Regions from separate parts of the Danio rerio genome. Here region 1 is linked to region 2. The links are chromatin contacts, called in public HiChIP or PLAC-seq maps. All regions are on one chromosome and are shown on one strand. Each heading gives the region's core, a stretch centred on a gene start, on an enhancer-like site or on the middle of the called end of the contact. The rest is flanking DNA. Distances are from core to core; before and after follow the strand shown.

Region 1 (3,403 bases), core at 597-3,096, 82 kb after region 2:
CGGCCTCTGCAAGAGAACAGGTAAAATGTTGACAAGTGATCTTTGCTTCAACCCTGACATACACTCACCGGCCACTTTATTAGGTACACCTGTCCAACTGCTCGTTAACGCATATTTCCAATCAGCCAATCACATGGCAGCAACTCAGTGCATTTACGCATGTAGACTCGGTCTAGACGATCTACTGCAGTTCAACCGAGCATCAGAATGGGGAAGAAAGGTGATTTATGTGACTTTGAGCATGGCCTGGTTGTTGGTGCCAGACAGGCTGGTCTGAGTATTTCAGAAACTGCTGATCTACTGGGATTTTCACGCACAACCATCTCTAGGGTTTACAGAGAATGGTCAGAAAAAGAGAAAATATCCAGTGAGCGACAGTTCTGTGACACAAATGCATTTTTGATGTCGGAGGTCAGAGGAGAATGGCCAGACTGGTTCCAGCTGATAGAAAGGCAACAGTAACTCAAATAACTACTCGTGACAACTGAGGTCTGCTGAAGAGAATCTCTGAACACACAACACATTCAACCTTGAGGCAGATGGGCTACAGCAGCACAAGACCACACCGGGTGCCGCTCCTGTCTGCTAAGAACAGGAAACTGAGGCTACAATTCACACAGGCTTACCAAAACTGGACAAGAGAAGGTTGGAGAAATGTTGCCTGCTCTGATGAGTCTCCGTTTTTACTATGACATTCGGATGGTCGGGTCAGAATTTGGTGTCAACAACATGAAAGCATGGATCCATCCTGCCTTGTATCAACGGTTTAGGCTGGTGGTGGTGGTGTAATGGTGTGGAGGACATTTTCTTGGCACACTTTGGGCCAATTAGCACCAATTGAGCATTTGGGCAATTGAGTAAATTTGGTATTTTACCATGTCAACGCCACAGCCTACTTGAGTATTGTTGCTGACCATGTTCATTCCATTATGACCAGTGTCCCCATCTTCTGATGGCTACTTTCAGCAGGATAACGCACCATGTCATAAAGCGTAAATCATCTCAGACTGGTTTCTGGAACATGACAATGAGTTCACTGTACACAAATGGCCTCCACAGTCACCAGATCTCATTCCAAAAGAGCACCTTTGGGATGTGGTGGAACGGGAGATTCGCATTATAGATGTACAGTCAACAAATCTGCAGCAACTGCGTGAAGCTATGTCAATATGGAGACAAATCTATGAGACAAAATTTCCAGTACCTTGTTAGCATTAAGGCAGTTCTGAAGGCAAAAGGGGGTCTTGTACGATGTACCTAATAAAGTGGCCGGTGCGTGCATGTTGTACGTTGATAGTTATTGCATGCTAATATGTTTTCCCTTTTTAGAATTTACTAAGAATAAGTAACTTTACTGAAATTATATTATTAAGAAGAAAGCCCGAATATGAAACCAGCTTCATCTCAATTATTACAGGAATACTGAGGTACACATTCGCACCGTTATTTCATTTTATTCTTGCTAATTTGAATATCTGATGTAAAATCACATGTAATATGGCTTCAAAACAACATTAGCACTATTTAAACTGTGAACAATGTTGTACTTTGATAGTCATTAGCAGCTAATATGACACTCATCCCCAATCTTCGAGCACATGTGTGTGTGTTAACTGACCTCTCCGGTGTGTTTGCAGAGATGCGCTTGTAGCTTCCACTCTCGGTTGTAATACGCGTGACATTCCGGATAGGAACAGATAAATATTTCGCCCAGTTGATCAACATTGGCATTAGTTTCATCCATTGTCATATGTTCAGAAATAGCGGTATAAATTTAGGTCCCTCGTGCGCTCCTTCATTTTGATTGCCGACGTAAACTCTGACGTCAAAGCATGCGACAACACTGTATGGAAAGCCATTGAGGCCAAAATTTTAAAGCGTGCACAAAACGCAAATGGTACTTTACCACGTGTTTATATATATGACAAAATACATAAAATAAGATGTATATATAGTGTGGACTAAGCCTAATTTATTACAAACCAGTCGCTCTGACACTTGTTATTGTAGTACACTAAAACTACCTGTAAGAAAATAAAGTTAACTGAAATCACAGTAAATTAAATACTAAAACTGAAGTAACATGAACTGAAAAATTTATTAAAATCAAATAATAATTCCTAAAATATTCTTCTGTTAGCTCTGAACTCTAAAGTAGAATTAATAAAACCCAAATATATATGAACTAAATAGAAATGTGCTCACAAAATAAAAATGCCTAAAAGCCATGAAATGAACTAAAACCAAACCAAAAATAAGCATCAAATTGAAAAATAGTATAGAAATAACAGCTAACTTTGAGTTGTGTAACTATAACCTCGGCTCTGACATCTGTGGTAATGTCATTGTTTTGGTGCCTCATGCTGTTCCACCTCAGATCCTTCACAGACCCTCCCGACCCCCTGCAGGACACACACAGAGCCAATCGGTCTGTAAATGACACAGTTAACAAGACGAACTCACTTCATTCTCCAGCGTTTTTACTCAATTACCAAGCCAAGATCCTGCAGGTGGATCAGACAGTGCAAAAATCAAATAATAATAATAATAATAATAATAATATTAATAATAAATGCACTTTGGGATTTACATTAGGATTACACAGTAGATATCCCGTCAAGCAATTTTGTGCTCAATACAAATCTAATACACTCTAAAAAACATGGGGTTATTTTTTTCTACCCAAATCTTGGGTTGAGGCATTTTGGGTAATTTTATTTAACTTTTTTCAGAATCTTGGGTGGTTTCAACCCAGGTTTTTGAGTCAAATCAACTCACAGCAAGGGCTGACTGGAATACCACATATTATACTAATTTGTTTAATTGCAATGAAAATAGTTTAACATAAACGCAGATTGCTTGCATTTTCAGATGATTAAAATTTGATTTATGCTCATAGCAGCCCTTAGTCAGACCTTTCTGAATTTTAAAACTTCTTACTACCACCGTTTGTACACCTGTGATCACAGCTGCACATCCCCCACCGTACCTCAGTGACACCTAGTCAAAACAGCACAATTGCTGGGTCATGTTTCGCGGGCATTTTTGGATCAAATTAACCTATTAATTAAGTAAAAATAACCAATTATTGGGTAGAAAAAACAACCCATTTATAGGGTTAAAAATAACAACCCAATTACTTGGGTAAATTTAACCCCTGATGTGTTCTGTCCCATATTTACCCAGCGGTAGGGTTAAAAACAACCCAATTTGGGTTATTTTTAACCCTGTAGATGTCCACTACCTGACAAAATTCTTGTCGCCTAAGTTTTAGCAACAACTAATAATAACATATATATATATATATATATATATATATATATATATATATATATATATATATATATATATATATATATATGTATGTATGTATGTATATATATATATATATATATATATATAT
Region 2 (3,242 bases), core at 436-2,935:
CTTTGCGTCTTTTCTGACTTTAGATAAGAATTTAAACAGAAGGATAATATGGTAAATGTGCAAAATACAGTGCTTTTCTTATATCCTTAGTGTTCTCAGTCTTATTAGTATGGAATAATTAAAAAGATAATGTGGCTTTTATTTTGTAAATTCATTAAAAGTTGTTCACCCAGCTTTAGCGATTTGCTGCATAACATGTCTGCAAAATCATCTGACGTGAGACATCGTATTGTCACTAAGAAATATTCTTTATTTTCAGCATTAATGTTTTTTAAATAAATAAATATTCTCATTACAATAAAAGTACAATAACAAATTCTGTCATCGAAGTGACGTATACATCGGATACATCCCATATCTCCATTCTGTCACCAAAATGTGCTTAAAGCTACCCTGTACTCACCATACAAACAAAACAAAACCAAACAGTTCTGGATATGCATATATAAAAAAATACAAATAGAAATTAAAAAGTAGGTAAATAATATAATATTTTTGTTCGTTTTGGACCGCTCAGATTTTTAAAAACCTTTTGGTGACAGGAATCATATTTGGATGCAGAACTATGGGCTTATCAGCAAGTTGTTTTCAGAAAAAAAACTACAAACATTGAACATGTATACAAATGTACAACATTAAAAGGGATACGCAGACCCCGAACATATATAAAGTTTTGTTTCTTCCTTTCTCGCTATGTACAGGTGACGGCGCGCGCAGATGCCGTCGCTTTTTGGCTGCATTCAAGATTCCACAGGTGTGGCGTACAGAGTCTTTTGAGGTGATGGTCATGTTCACGGGCTGACGGACAGGTCTGCGTCCTCTTTCTCTGATGACGGGGGAGACATTGGGAGGTCATCCTCTTCCTCGGAGCACCGGGCGGAGGACAGGGAGGATGAGCACTTGCAGTTGTGCGCGCCCGTTCTGTGGGAGCCGCTTTTGCCTTCTTTTTTGTGCTTTACGCGGCGGTTCTGGAACCAAATCTTGACTTGCTTCTCGGATAGATTGAGGTAAGTTGCGATCTCTATGCGCCGAAGTCTCGACAGGTACATGTTGGAGGTGAACTCCCTTTCCAACTCCAAGAGTTGCGTGCTGGTGAACGCAGTGCGCATGCGTTTGCTGCTCTGAAGTTGACTGCTGCTATTTTCTGTTGAACAATAAACAAAAAGTTAAGTTGCTGATATACATAAAAAGTTTAATTGCAAAACTTTTTCAATGCACAAATGACACACTTACCTATGGATATGCAGTGGAACTGTCGTGGATCTGGAACCGGATAAGCGGCTTGATATAAGCCAGAGCCGCTGTTGAGGTTTACGCCGCTGGATGTGGAGTGCTGTCTGGAGAGCGCGGAGTGGCAATACTGGGTGCCGAACGCTGGAAATGAAGCCTTGATGAGGGGCAGCGCTGGGGGAGATGGGTGAAGCTGAGAAGTGACGCACAGCGGGCAAAAGCACAGCAGACCCGCTTTTCGAGAGTGGCAGGAGCCGGCGGAGAGGCTGTGGAGAGGATGAGAAGGATGCACCGCGTACGGAAATAACGGAGGGCTGTTCTCTGTGCCCTTTTCGCTGTTCTCCCTCAAAATCAAGGAATCCACAAGAAAGGATCTTGGCATCTTGACAGCGCCGTGTGTCTTCACCTGATGTCTGTTAGAAAGTTTCAGTCTCGCTCGTGTACCAAATGCTGGATGGCAGAATGGTGCTGAGGAGAAAGTGTCCCTGCTTAAATAGTTGGAGAGCCAGTGCGCCCATGTGACGGTTACGCTACTAGCGGCTGAGAGCTCTCAATAGGGTTTTGTGCCTTTTCTCTCGGCATTCACTCTGCACGCTTCCCTATTATTTCACTTGTTAACTAAATGAACTGCATAATGTAGTCTATTCTTGTCAGCCCCACCCACACTGCAAGAGGCGGTACTGCCCCTTCTCCCTTTTAAAATTTCCCCTCCTTTTATACCATTACTCTTTAGTGTCGTTTTAAACTTTATTTTCTTTCTCACGCGATCACATGGACACTATTGCTCTTTTAATTAATTTCATTCAAAGAGGGCCGTCGTTTGTTCCGCGTGAACTCATTAGACATTCGGTGCATACGCCGTACGTCAGCAGGCTCATCGGCCCGGTTCCACCTGCGACTCAGCCCATCATTAACTATTATAACAATTACAGGACTTGTTTTCAGAGAGCGTGTTTCGGGAGTATTGAAAATATAATAATGACTGCATTATTTGCAGTCTGTTTGTGTACGCCACTGACGTGCCGTTTAGTTGCGCATGGAACATCTGCTGAGATCTTTCTTTCCGAACTAAACATTTTAATTCGGATACCGATCTGTCTTCATTTAGGACGATTTTTTTCAAAATTTAATTTATGATTTATTTTTTCCTTAAGGAGACATTATCCATAGCTAGTCAACATCTGAAGTGGCAAACGTATTTTAAAATCGTTTTACACTATAATAAAAAGGATATGACAAAAAAGTTAAGACAACAGATATTTGCATGTTGCTTTAACTTATTTTAACAGTCTATCAGGTTCATCTACATTTTTAAGTTATAACCTAATAGTTTCAGTCAGTTTGATTGATGTAAGTTGAGATGACTCGAAAATTTAAGGCAGCAACATCTTTTTACAGTGAATGTGTTCAATCGTTTCAGGACAACTTTGATGAAAGGTTTTCATCCACTTCAAATGCTGAGTACTGTACGTCATTTTAATTTTGCTCTTATATTTACATGCACAGATTCATAATTTCCAACTATGTTTAATTCCATTTTTATGATAACACTTTAAAAACATATATGTTACAAGTTTGTGTGTCTATTATGAGGCAAATGTATCACTGCCAAACTTAAAAAAAGGACGCGTCGCGTCACAACCTCAAAGCGATGAGGTTAAAAAACAGTGATTAATTCCTGCGCGCGGGCCCCCGCAGAGTCCGGGAAGGAATATATAAAAATAACCAGGTTTTCACTCTCCCAGCCCTTATTGAATGTCATTGTGGAGAGTTTTCAATGCGACAGAGAAAGGCTCGAATTAAAGTGTGTGACAGCGGCGGACAAAGTGGCACAAAGCCGACTCTGTCAGTGAGGGCCCGAATGCACGGCGAGTGAAAGCCCCTGCCCGCCGCGCCCTGATTGAATTAAGTAATAGGAAAACATTTTCTTTCACTTTAGGTTTGCTAAACAAGATGTTCAAAGGAAAAGGGGATTCTAATGCGTGAGTAAACAGCGAAATGTGGATTTAACG

The links. HiChIP or PLAC-seq counts read pairs in DNA pulled down with a chosen protein or histone mark.
Region 1: an H3K4me3 HiChIP or PLAC-seq map of gastrula embryo shows a contact between it and region 2, with 2.9 times the contacts expected there. The contact joins the promoter of gtf3aa here to the promoter of gsx1 in region 2. A contact is called at or near these places in 2 of 4 datasets of contacts at active chromatin or transcription factors (embryo and gastrula embryo).

What each region holds. Positions count from the first base shown.
Region 1 is chr5:74,014,130-74,017,532 of GRCz12tu, forward strand. It overlaps gtf3aa (general transcription factor IIIAa), which reads right to left and starts at 1,847. Exons shown (of 9, transcript NM_001003866.1): 1 at 1,619-1,847; 2 at 1-6. The coding sequence starts at 1,750.
Region 2 is chr5:73,931,982-73,935,223 of GRCz12tu, forward strand. It overlaps gsx1 (GS homeobox 1), which reads right to left and starts at 1,686. Exons shown (of 2, transcript NM_001012251.1): 1 at 1,234-1,686; 2 at 230-1,144. The coding sequence starts at 1,612. The coding sequence ends at 792. It also overlaps a transcript of mtif3 not described here.